Regions from separate parts of the Drosophila melanogaster genome. Here all the other regions are linked to region 1. The links are chromatin contacts, called in public Hi-C maps. All regions are on one chromosome and are shown on one strand. The core of a region is the stretch at or near the end of the contact, and the rest is flanking DNA. Distances in the headings are between cores, read along the strand shown. Region 1 holds the start of Rac2 (Rac2,). Region 2 holds the start of Pdp1 (PAR-domain protein 1). Region 3 holds the start of Hn (Henna).

Region 1 (3,561 bases), core at 749-3,248:
GGCACGCACTCAGTGACCAGGAGCAGTCCTTGTTCGAGGAAGTCCCCTATTTGATGGCCCAATTCGGACCATCCATCGAGTCGGCAATGAGGTTAACCGTCAATGTCCTGTCGCCTCAGCAGGTCACAGTGCAAAGGACGCGCTCTGATGTTCAGTCAAGTAAGCGTAGAATCTGTCGTGGAAATGCCAAGACGCATAGGAAGAAGCGGCAGCAGAAGATGGGTGCAACGAGCCGGAAGCGAAGTCCAGGGATTGGAAGTACCAGGTGTACCAGGTATACATCCCAATTTCACTGGGAAAACCCGCCTCTTTAAAAACCTTGATGAACCCTTTTGACCACCGGATATGCTAGCAATGGAAAATATAGGTACACTGCAATCAAATGTTTTTTTTTTCTGGGAGCTTAAAGGCTCATTTGGGTTTCAAAATGTTATGGTTTAAGTAAATAACTTTGCTGAAAGGTAATTTGATAACTGCATTATTTGTTGCGCTTATCGCTTTTCAACTTAATTTAACACCATTGTTTTAGCCAAAAGCTTTCGATTGGTTAATCTATTAAATTACGCTGTAATTTGAAAATTAATTCGAAAAAGTGTTGTTTTTGTTTCACGCCCTGACCCGCTGATAACCTTGCGACGCCCACCCGCCCACTTGAAATCGAATACGAAATCGAATGATTCATCCACGCACAAACGGAAACAGAAACATTTATTCCACTTGAACGGACTTCATTGGCGATTTAATTGTTGCGGATTTTTTACAGTAAATTCCATTAAAAACTTTTTGAAAATGCATATTATTGAAATTCATATATTCGTGCTTGTTGTTCGGATTGCTGGAGAACAAATTTTGTGGCGCCTATTTAATTATCCAATTACAGCAGCACCATCAGCAGTGCGAGAAATTAACTTAAATGCGAAAATATTCGCCGACGGCACTTTAAACATTTCCATTTTAAAATCAATGCGAAAATGGGCGTGGCATGTGGAGGACGGGGGGGGGGGATGTTTTGGGCTTCTGGTTGGTGGGGCGGAAGCCAAAACACAAACACGAAATATTTCGGCTATCACTTTTGGCTGAATGCGGATGCGGCGGATTCGGTGGATTCGGTTTGGGTTCTGTTTTTGCTTTTCGGTTTTTACTGTCGATATTTTGCACTGTTTGCCAATGTTATTTGTTTGTTATTCCTTGGGCTTTGGTTTTTGCCGACACACGCAATTTTGTGGTCCATTAAAACAGTCAACGGCAGCAAATATCGCTGGTCATGAAAAATTTAATAATTCGTTTAAGAATTAGATGGGATGTAACGGTCGTAAATTAATATGGCCCGAATTAAGGAGAATTAAAAGTAATTCCAGAATCTAAATTTGAGTTTCCAATTTTAAAATATGAATACTTCCATTTAAGTATATTCATCCAAAGACTGTGACACATATTTAGGTCACATAATTGATTCATCAATAAAAAAAATATTGTTCAATTAATATTTATATCGCGCGATATCAACGTTTTGCTTGTTTTTGGTGTGGCACTGTAATTGTACCGCGATAAGCTACGGGCGATTTGTACCTGAGTTGGGTACCGCACATCTCTGATAGCCTCTAGTCGCGTGGAAATTGGCTCAAAACAACAGCAACGGTCGGGAAATTCGTGGAAAACCGTCGAACGAATATAGAAAACTCTACAAAAACGACCAAAGCAAGGTCAAGTAAAGAGACTCACTATCTCTGTCTCGCTCTGCTCTCTGTGGATTGCCACGACTAACGTCACCGAGCGAATGACTCACTGTGACTAATTTTATGGGACTGCACTGTGCCAGTGCCGCTCTCGCTCACGTTCGCTCGCTCGCTCTTTGTGTGGGAGAGCGTATGCGCGCAGCGCTTCGTTTAAGCGACTAACGCACGCGAACGAGCGAGACAGCCGTACAAGCCAGTTGAAAGAGCGAAAACTACAGTGAAAAAACAAGTACAACAACTGCCAGCGGAGGCAGAAATTTTCTTCAATCGCCGCGAAGATTTCACAGCGTTTGGGCGTGTTTTTTCCGTTTCTGCCACAGAAAATCAGCAAATCCCCACATATGCGGGCCCAATTAATTCATAAATAATATACCGACCGAACAGAAAGAACGCCGTCACGGTTCTGCTTTCAATTAAGAATATTGATTTGACAACTTTCGCGATAAATCAAACTCCACTTCAAATTCGCATCTCTCTCTGTACGCGATTGCTTGAATGTGTGTGTGTGTGTGGGCAGAATTTGTATTAGTGCGTGAGCAAATTATTGTATAATCGCCAAAAAAAAAAAACAATAAAAGCAAAACGCCAACGCGAAAAGCAAAAGCTATACAATTAGAAAAACTAGCTGAGCTGCGATACAAGGCAAAACTAAATTGTGTGACTAAAATTTGTCTGTTGAACAGAAAAAAGAAAAGTACAAAATAGTTCAAAAGTACAAATATCGAAGCATTCAAAAACTGTCTGACCTACTGAATTGAATGAATTACCCCAAAGTAATTATAAGTTAAGCTGCCACAAAGAAAACCAGTTGAGCCACTGGAAATCGAGCACGAAACCAGCTGATCCACTGAAAAACCCTCTGCCCCCAGCGCACAAGCAACCCATCGAGCTGCTGAACCCATCGATTGCCCAGTAGTACCACCAGTACAGTAGCCTTCATCATGCAGGCCATCAAGTGTGTGGTTGTGGGCGACGGAGCGGTGGGAAAGACCTGTCTGCTGATCAGCTATACGACCAACGCCTTCCCCGGCGAGTACATACCCACGGTGTTCGACAACTATTCGGCGAATGTGATGGTGGATGCCAAGCCCATCAATCTGGGCCTCTGGGATACGGCTGGACAGGAGGACTACGATCGCCTGAGGCCGCTATCCTATCCGCAAACGGATGTCTTTCTCATCTGTTTCTCACTGGTGAATCCGGCATCGTTTGAGAATGTGCGAGCCAAATGGTTTCCCGAGGTGCGTCATCATTGCCCGAGTGTGCCGATAATCCTGGTCGGCACCAAACTGGATCTGCGCGACGATAAGCAGACGATCGAGAAGCTGAAGGACAAGAAGCTAACACCGATCACCTATCCCCAAGGACTGGCGATGGCCAAGGAAATAGCTGCGGTCAAGTATCTGGAGTGCTCGGCCCTGACCCAAAAGGGTCTGAAGACGGTCTTCGACGAGGCCATACGATCCGTGCTATGTCCTGTCGTTCGAGGACCCAAGCGGCACAAGTGCGCCCTGCTCTAAGAACTTTGAACCCACCCAAAACAAAAACGCGAAGAACTTCAACAAAAACAAAAAAAAAAACGAGAAGAGAAGAGAACAAAGCGCAAAATTCTGTGCAAAATATTCATATTCGCTTTGTTGGGTCTTTAGTTACAGCAGATAGTGTGTGAGTGTGTGTATTGTGTGTGTGTGTGATGTGAGTGCAAGTGTGAGCGCGTCTCTGGGTTGCGAGTGTGACGGCATGAGTGTGTGAATGAGTGAGCGTAGTTTTGTTTTTATTGTCAGCTTTATGTGGGGGAGCAGCAGCCACAAAAACAACAACACAG
Region 2 (3,561 bases), core at 790-3,289, 430 kb before region 1:
CTCACGCACAAATCAATTAGTTTTTGACACTCGAAGGATTTTTTTCAATACAATTTAATAGAAATTCAATGGAAATCAATTTCTGGGATTTATTCGCGCGCGCATAACACAAACAAAATTCATAAAGCCGCAGCTAGTTTTCGTTTGCGCCCGAATTGATGAGTTTTACTGTACTAAAATCCAGAAAAATTGGGAAATATTGATTCGTTGAAATGTTGTTGGGTTTGAATTTTAGTGCGAACTGTTGTTATTAAATGTTCAAGAATAATGTTCTACTAATAAATAGCTTGTTTTTCAACTTTACAACAGTTTGCTGCTTCTCGTAATTCACGCGACTTTTCCCGGCCGAGGTGGAAACCTAACTGGAAGACCAACTGTATGTTACCGCCAAATTCGCAGACAGTTTGTGCTTGGGTCACCCTGCTTGGGTTATTATTTCGATCTCCAATGTTAATGTTAATGTTATTAACAGTAAGCTCGTTCTCTCTGAAATAAATGAATGAAGAAGTTACCAAGGCAACCGAATAAAACAGAGTCTGCAAAGAATGTCTTAACAGCTAGCTATTCTCTTAATAACAGTGCAACAACAGTAAAAAAAATATGCTTAAAAGTATGCTAAGCATTTTGTTAAACAATCGTTTTTATGTCATAAGATCAGATCGTGAAACCTAAATTTAACAAATTAAATGAAAGAAACGTCTTGAACGTATACATTTAAGTGATTTTATAGAGACTTTTTTTTTAGCTTATAGCATTTAGTCAATAGCTTAGTTAACTGCACAAGAGTCTATAATAATAAAAGTCTATAAATACATTAAATTCGTTAACATGTTTTCAAATGTAGAAATGTTAATGATTTGGCGCGCCAAGAAATTTGAAAAATGTAGATTGTATTTTACAAGAAAATATGAAAAAGTATATTAAAAAGATAAAGTTTATTTTTGTTCTTCTTTTAGTTAAATAGATTGCATCTTAGTATTCATTATAAATATTATTCCAAATGTCTTAAAATTAATTAGTTTTTATATTTTATCATGAGTAAGAAAAGGGTTTTTTTCCAGTGCAAATTTTGTTCAACGAAACTAATAATATCGGTTGAGAAATGGAAATTGTTTTACCATTCCCCCTTCTAAGGAGGCATTAGCATTCGTTCCTCCGCTGACTAATCCCCGGCCTAATTCCCATACCTTATGTGGTATCTATATTGGGGAGACAGCTTGCCAATCAATTTGATTGCGCTGCGCTGATGTTTGCCCCTGTTTATCTAGCTTAGGGGAAGGATTTTCAAGCTTTTATCATAACAGAAGTGCTTTAATTCCCTTTGATGAACATTTGTACATAACCCCCTTTTGACAAAGAACTCCATAGCTTACTGATTTCGAAAAGCATGACCCAAAACTTAAGGTCATATCATTTTACTAGTAGGAATTTAAGTATTTAAACTAAAATTGGAAGTCATCTAAAACTATTTTTAAATGTAAAAATATTAAATATTTTATGAACCACATTTAATGTGTTTTTATTCATATCAATATATTTAAATAATTTTATAATTTAAATGATTTATGATATTTATTTATTTATAGACGTAAAATATTTGATGGAATCCTTCTGCAACCTGACCCCTAGCTACTAAAATAGAAATACGGCGATTAGTCAGAGTCGTTCGTAGTGGGTACTTAGTATAGATTTCTATTTTTATGGCCCCACGATCCACTGTTGCCATGTGCGCATGCCCCTGCGACTCTCCGTTACATAAGGCTTATATAAGAGGGCCATGCGAGCGAGCGAGATGGACATATGCCGCTTGGCTCTCTCGCTGCTTCTCCGCAACTAGCCCCCTCACGCTCTGGCCCCCTGAATGGCTCCAGTGAAGATAAAGACCACGTGATTACATTCTGCCGGCTGCACCAAAAAGAGAGAGCGAGAGAGCAGAGTGAGAATGAGTACTTGAAGTTGCTCTTATTTTGATTTCCAATTTATGTCCCAATGCTCCCCCGCGCCGCCATCGAAATGATTTAATCTTTTGGAAAATAGTTTCAGTTACGCGTTGTTGCTGCGACCGTGTGTATCGGTAATCGGTTTTCAAACACTTGCAATCGATAGGAGGACACAGAGTGTGCAATGAGCGAGCCCAAGGAGAATATCATGGACTTATCCGTGCGAGGTAAGTGGTAGCGTAGGCACCTGTCCATTGCCCCCTTGCCCCTCTCACCGAATCATCGAAAGCCCCAACAAAGGTAACACGTGCATTGGCGAGAGTGCGAATCGGTTTTGTTTGCTCTGCCTCTCACTCACACTTTGTGCGCGAAAAAGAGAAAGAGCTCAAGAGAGCATTGTGGGGGCGTGTGATAGTAAGCTTTTGCACGGTTTTATTTATTTTTTTGTTTTCTATTTTGCCGTGGTTAAGCCCGCCATGTGACAAATTATTTGATTTTGTCTTCAGATTGCTACAAATTGGTTTCTTTGATTTTCTATTTTTTTTTGCTATTTCCATTTCTATGGTGATTTTTTATTTACCTAGCGGCGGAGCCTTAAGCAAATAGTAGCTTATGTACGCACACGCAAAATTAGAGTGCTTGTATATTGTGTTCGGCCTTCAATAGAAACGTCACGAGGTACAGTGGATCGAGACTAAGAGGTACCTGAATTAGGAGTGGCTAAAGGATTTCGAAGGATTTTTGTAGCATACTTTCACACACTAAATTGGGGGATCTGAAGATAGAGAAGCTGAAACAAACTTTTAATTTTTTTGCTTTAGTCTTAAAATTTATATATTTATAAATACCCAGTGCAGCCGTACTCAATAGCAATGAATAATTCGGAATTTACACAGCATGCCGTCATTAATTAGTACAATCCAGATGCCGCCTAATTGATATATTGTGGACCCCGCCCAGGAAACCCCCAAGCCCAATCAGGTTCCCACCCCTCCGACCACTTAGCCACTCCACCGAACGACTTCCCCGAGATAAACTAGTATTTACCAACCCGATCACCTGCGATCGATATGCATAGGCCCCAAAACTGACCCCGTTGGATCTTGCGTCGGCACTTGAGGCCTTTGATATCAGACTAATCAAATGTTGGGGTGCTCGATAAAATAGCGTGGATTCTTGGATTGAGCTCATTTCCCCCTATCCAGTACTCAGTTTTGGGTTGCCATGATGGACTGCTGTCCAGAATTGGTGAAATAGAAACGACGACGTCGTCGTCGACAGTTGTCGCCATTCCATAATCACAATCAATTGCACTGTCATCGTTGTCGCCGGCTTCGTTATCAGGAGGAAAGGAAAGACGAGGTTACCAGGCGACTATAAATATTTACCCTCATGATATAGTTGGGCCGCATAAAAAGTGAGTTGTGGCTGTGCGGATGGTGATTACGATGATTATGGTGTGGATGTAGGCAGGGGCTAGTTTTAATTATAAACATTTACGACACACAGTCACACAGTTGCCATCCCATTGCTCATTTTTAGAGGGCTTGAAAAGACGACCATGCATATAATAAAGATTCCATTTGTTCTCGAGCCTTTTACTTGTGAGAAACTTTAGATT
Region 3 (3,561 bases), core at 284-2,783, 330 kb before region 1:
CGGATCGGTAAAACCAGGATGATCGGCATCCAGCTCCGATCCGTAGCTCAGAATCTGATTGGCGAAACGATCCAGATCGCGTATACGCCGCGGGAACCAGGGCACAGCCGTGGCATTATCCTTGTAGTCACGCGAAATGATGTTAAAGTAGCTACACTGCTCCTTCACATCCTCGATGGCTTTTCCCAAGGCTCCCGATTTTCCATCGGCCTCCACGAAAAACTCATAACCGGGAACACGCAGCGAGGAACGCGACTCAATATGCACCAGGTTTATGTCATGCTTCTTGAAGATGGCCAAAATGTTGGCCAAAGCTCCGCTGGACAACGACGAATCCTTGGGCGAAAACAGAAGACAGGTGTTCCTGGCCTCCTTAATATCTACACCCTCGACTATGTAAGCCGAATCCTCTACGCGCGTTGGCTGTAATAAATTCATTGGTAATTTAAAAAATATTTACGGTTTATATTTTTGCTGTTTGGGAAAACAGCCATTGCATCATTGGAAATTTGACAGATTGACTCCGAGTGACCTGGGCTAAACGAGCAGTCAAGCCAAACTATTTAATATAGATAATATTTCTCTGCTCTTATGACTATGCAATGTCTATCAGCAAATCTCCTATTACAGAGGCTACCAGGGCCCAAATCGCATAATCATTTAACCGAAGCCTTATATGAGCCAACGAACTGTAATTGTAGTACTTGCCTCAGATCTGCATCATTGAGATTGTTTGTGTTTTGGCTTGAACCCCCATATTGAAGGTTTAGGTCCGACCGCAATGGCAATCAGCGCATATTGCCAAGGACTCGGCCTAGAACTTGGTGTGCTGTATCTGTGGGAAGGTCTCCCAAGTAGTATACTTTGCAAGATCTTGAGCCATAACAAGGTCCTCTAACAGGGCTGAATTATTTGTTCTTAATGTATTTATATGACATCTTATTAAGCTGTACTGTTTCTACTTCCAATATATGCGCCTGACGTCTTAATTCAGGTTTTACTCTACAAAACACATTAATAAACTACTTGTTTAGGAGCGAAAATAAAATAAACCACTAGGAGTCCCAGACACCACTCTGTTTTCCTTTGTCTAGAACTATTGCGAACTAACCCAATTCCATGACAGGTTTTATACATTATAGATCCGCATTCTCATTTCAATCAAAATAATAAAATTATATTTTATTTGAATTTTTTTTCCTCAAAGGTTGGACAAGTTCATGCTGAGAACGCAGAATAATAAACTTGTTATTGTTTTTAATTTATTAGCTATTTTACGGATCACTTTCTATACCGGGTGCACAGAGGACTCTCGCCGAAGCAACAAACCTTATCAAAGGAGACCTGCCGCTGGTACATTTTCACAAGATTCTCGGGTTTCTCCACTGATAAGTACAATAAAACCGATGGCGAACGATCCGTTCAGCAAACGAATTAAAACTGATTTAATTTCTCTATGAATCGCGCGCTTAAATAGACTTTTCGATAGGCCCCATAGCTGAGCCCAAACGAAAATCAATCCGAACTGAAACCAGTAAAAAATACAAATAATATCGCGGGCAATCGGGCGAGTAAATGATCTTGGAACGGCATCCACATGCGATCCAATCGCGGCTATGGCTCTGCGGCTGCGGGGTTATCAGTGCCCAGTGTCTCGATGGGCCTAAAATCCCATTTCAGTATTCAGCTTCATTACAGAAGCCGTCGTCTAGCCGATCAAATCTAAATGTTGAGGCTTAAATACAGTCTAGCATCCATAATTCAAAATACGAAAAAAAGGAACGCCTGATTCGAAAAACCAGTTTTGAATGTTATAGATCTGTGTTCCTGGAACTTAGGCACAGTTTTCTATAGATAAAATATAATATCGTAAACAATGTTTTCTTACTTTTGAAGAACCCAAAGCACTTCCTTTTCGCATGTTCCACTGTATTTTGGAAATATTATCAGCTAAGACTCGCCCCTCTGCTGGGGTCCAAATTAACAAAACATTATTTCAGCTAGTTTTAGATTTGCTTTGTTTTGCAAAAAATCATACTGAATAATCTGGGCTGTGTTTTTCTAATGACAGGTTCTAACCAAACGAGTTCAACGGCATTTCAGGGCAATTATTTCAGTAGTGAATAGCTCCAAGTGGGCCTGGCACGCGCTACTCTTGGTTTTTTTTTTATACTTGCGGTCCACATCAGATTGACTGGAATCAATTAGTCCAATCGTTACACTCACCCGAACTTTTTGTCGGATTTTGTCTTTTAAATGGTAATACGCTTTCCTTAAGTCTAGGTGACTTACATTGTGGTACCCACTTGTAATTGTTAATCTATGAGTAGGTTTATTATTGTTTCAAGTTCAGAGTTCACTCGGTATAAGCACGTCAACAGATAACCCCGAAATTTAAGCTGATGTAATATTACAAGAGCTTACAAAAGCTAAAGCAATAAACCATATCTATACCATGTCTTTACTTCCGACATAAAATGTTTCAATATTCTTATTTCTATTTTTAGATATGTTTTTTGTCAATCCTAAAAAGCATTGATTTAGGCCCAAAAGTAGGCAAAGAAATCAGGTCATTTTTGAAGACAATGAGGGTATTAAGGCTAATATTTTATGTAGACCGAATTGATAATCCACTTTCAATACACTCCAAAATCAAGACGAAATGGGAGTGATCTATGATGACGATGCTTAAACATCCGAAAAACAAGCAAGCCCTATCTGTACCGTTTGCTTACAAGATTTGTCTTCAGCGGAGAATATTAAACATCTGTTCTACATGTCAAAAGTTTTACATCTTCATTGATTTTTACACACCAAGACTGATAGTCAATACAAAATCAATGCACGCTTCAGTGCAGGAGTGTAGGTTAAATTTATTTTTATTTTTTTTGTCGTTTTATATGTTAAAATAAATTAACGGCTTTGTGGAATCCGGTTAAGGCGGAGCGATCTTCACGCAGCCCTCGTCCTGTTTCACCTAAAAAATTAAATGCGTAAAGGTAAAATGTAAATATGTGTTATAGTTAGGTTACTCAGTCTTACTGATTGCTGAAACACATATTGTGGCACATTGTCCTGCCATCTTCTTTGGATCCAGCCCCATGGTGCCGCACAAATGAGCTGTGTGTCCATTCTGGGCAAATAGCCTCGATCACATAACAGTTCACAAATCGCGAGTGATTTGGATGGTTCATTATTGCAGCTTGCAGGATAGAAACGTCCATTGCGAGGGGGTGTCAAAACTGGACAACTCAATGCGAGGGATTCTAGAAATAGGATGCAATAGCAAATACATAATGTGTCTTATAAAATCCTATAGCACTAACTTAAATTGTTTGTACATTGTACATTGATGTGTACTTACCCACGCACTTGGCTTCTGGACTAGACCAAAGTCCGGTGTGTCCACAAACCGCAAATTGTGAGCCCTGCATGATATAACCCGCGTTGCAGGTAATATTGCAACGAGTGTAGTTGAAGCCATTTTGGAGATACTTATCGCAAGAAGCCTTTCCGTTGGCTGGTCCCTTAAACAAAGGGCATATATCCTTTCTTGGTGCT

What was found. A called contact is a pair of places that touch in the nucleus more often than the background predicts.
Region 2: a Hi-C map of the Kc167 cell line shows a contact between it and region 1, with 2.8 times the contacts expected there. A contact is called at or near these places in 4 of 107 Hi-C or Micro-C datasets (the Kc167 cell line, eye imaginal disc and wing imaginal disc).
Region 3: a Hi-C map of the Kc167 cell line shows a contact between it and region 1, with 2.8 times the contacts expected there. A contact is called at or near these places in 3 of 107 Hi-C or Micro-C datasets (the Kc167 cell line and the S2 cell line) and 1 of 7 datasets of targeted methods (the Kc167 cell line).

What each region holds. Positions count from the first base shown.
Region 1 is chr3L:7,433,627-7,437,187 of dm6, reverse strand. Rac2 (Rac2,) reads left to right here and starts at 1,998. Exons shown (of 1, transcript NM_001274588.2): 1 at 1,998-3,561. The coding sequence starts at 2,678. The coding sequence ends at 3,256. All of the region lies in intron 1 of CG42458, which reads right to left. It overlaps CG14835, which reads left to right. Exons shown (of 1, transcript NM_139865.2): 1 at 1-380. The coding sequence ends at 314.
Region 2 is chr3L:7,865,847-7,869,407 of dm6, reverse strand. It overlaps Pdp1 (PAR-domain protein 1), which reads left to right and starts at 2,039. Exons shown (of 5, transcript NM_168233.3): 1 at 2,039-2,167. The coding sequence starts at 2,125. It overlaps CG32365, which reads right to left and starts at 366. Exons shown (of 5, transcript NM_168240.2): 1 at 305-366.
Region 3 is chr3L:7,758,425-7,761,985 of dm6, reverse strand. Hn (Henna) reads right to left here and starts at 1,533. Exons shown (of 5, transcript NM_079239.4): 1 at 1,330-1,533; 2 at 1-423. The coding sequence starts at 1,359. CG32373 reads right to left here. Exons shown (of 9, transcript NM_206297.3): 7 at 3,365-3,561; 8 at 3,043-3,266; 9 at 2,863-2,977. The coding sequence ends at 2,936.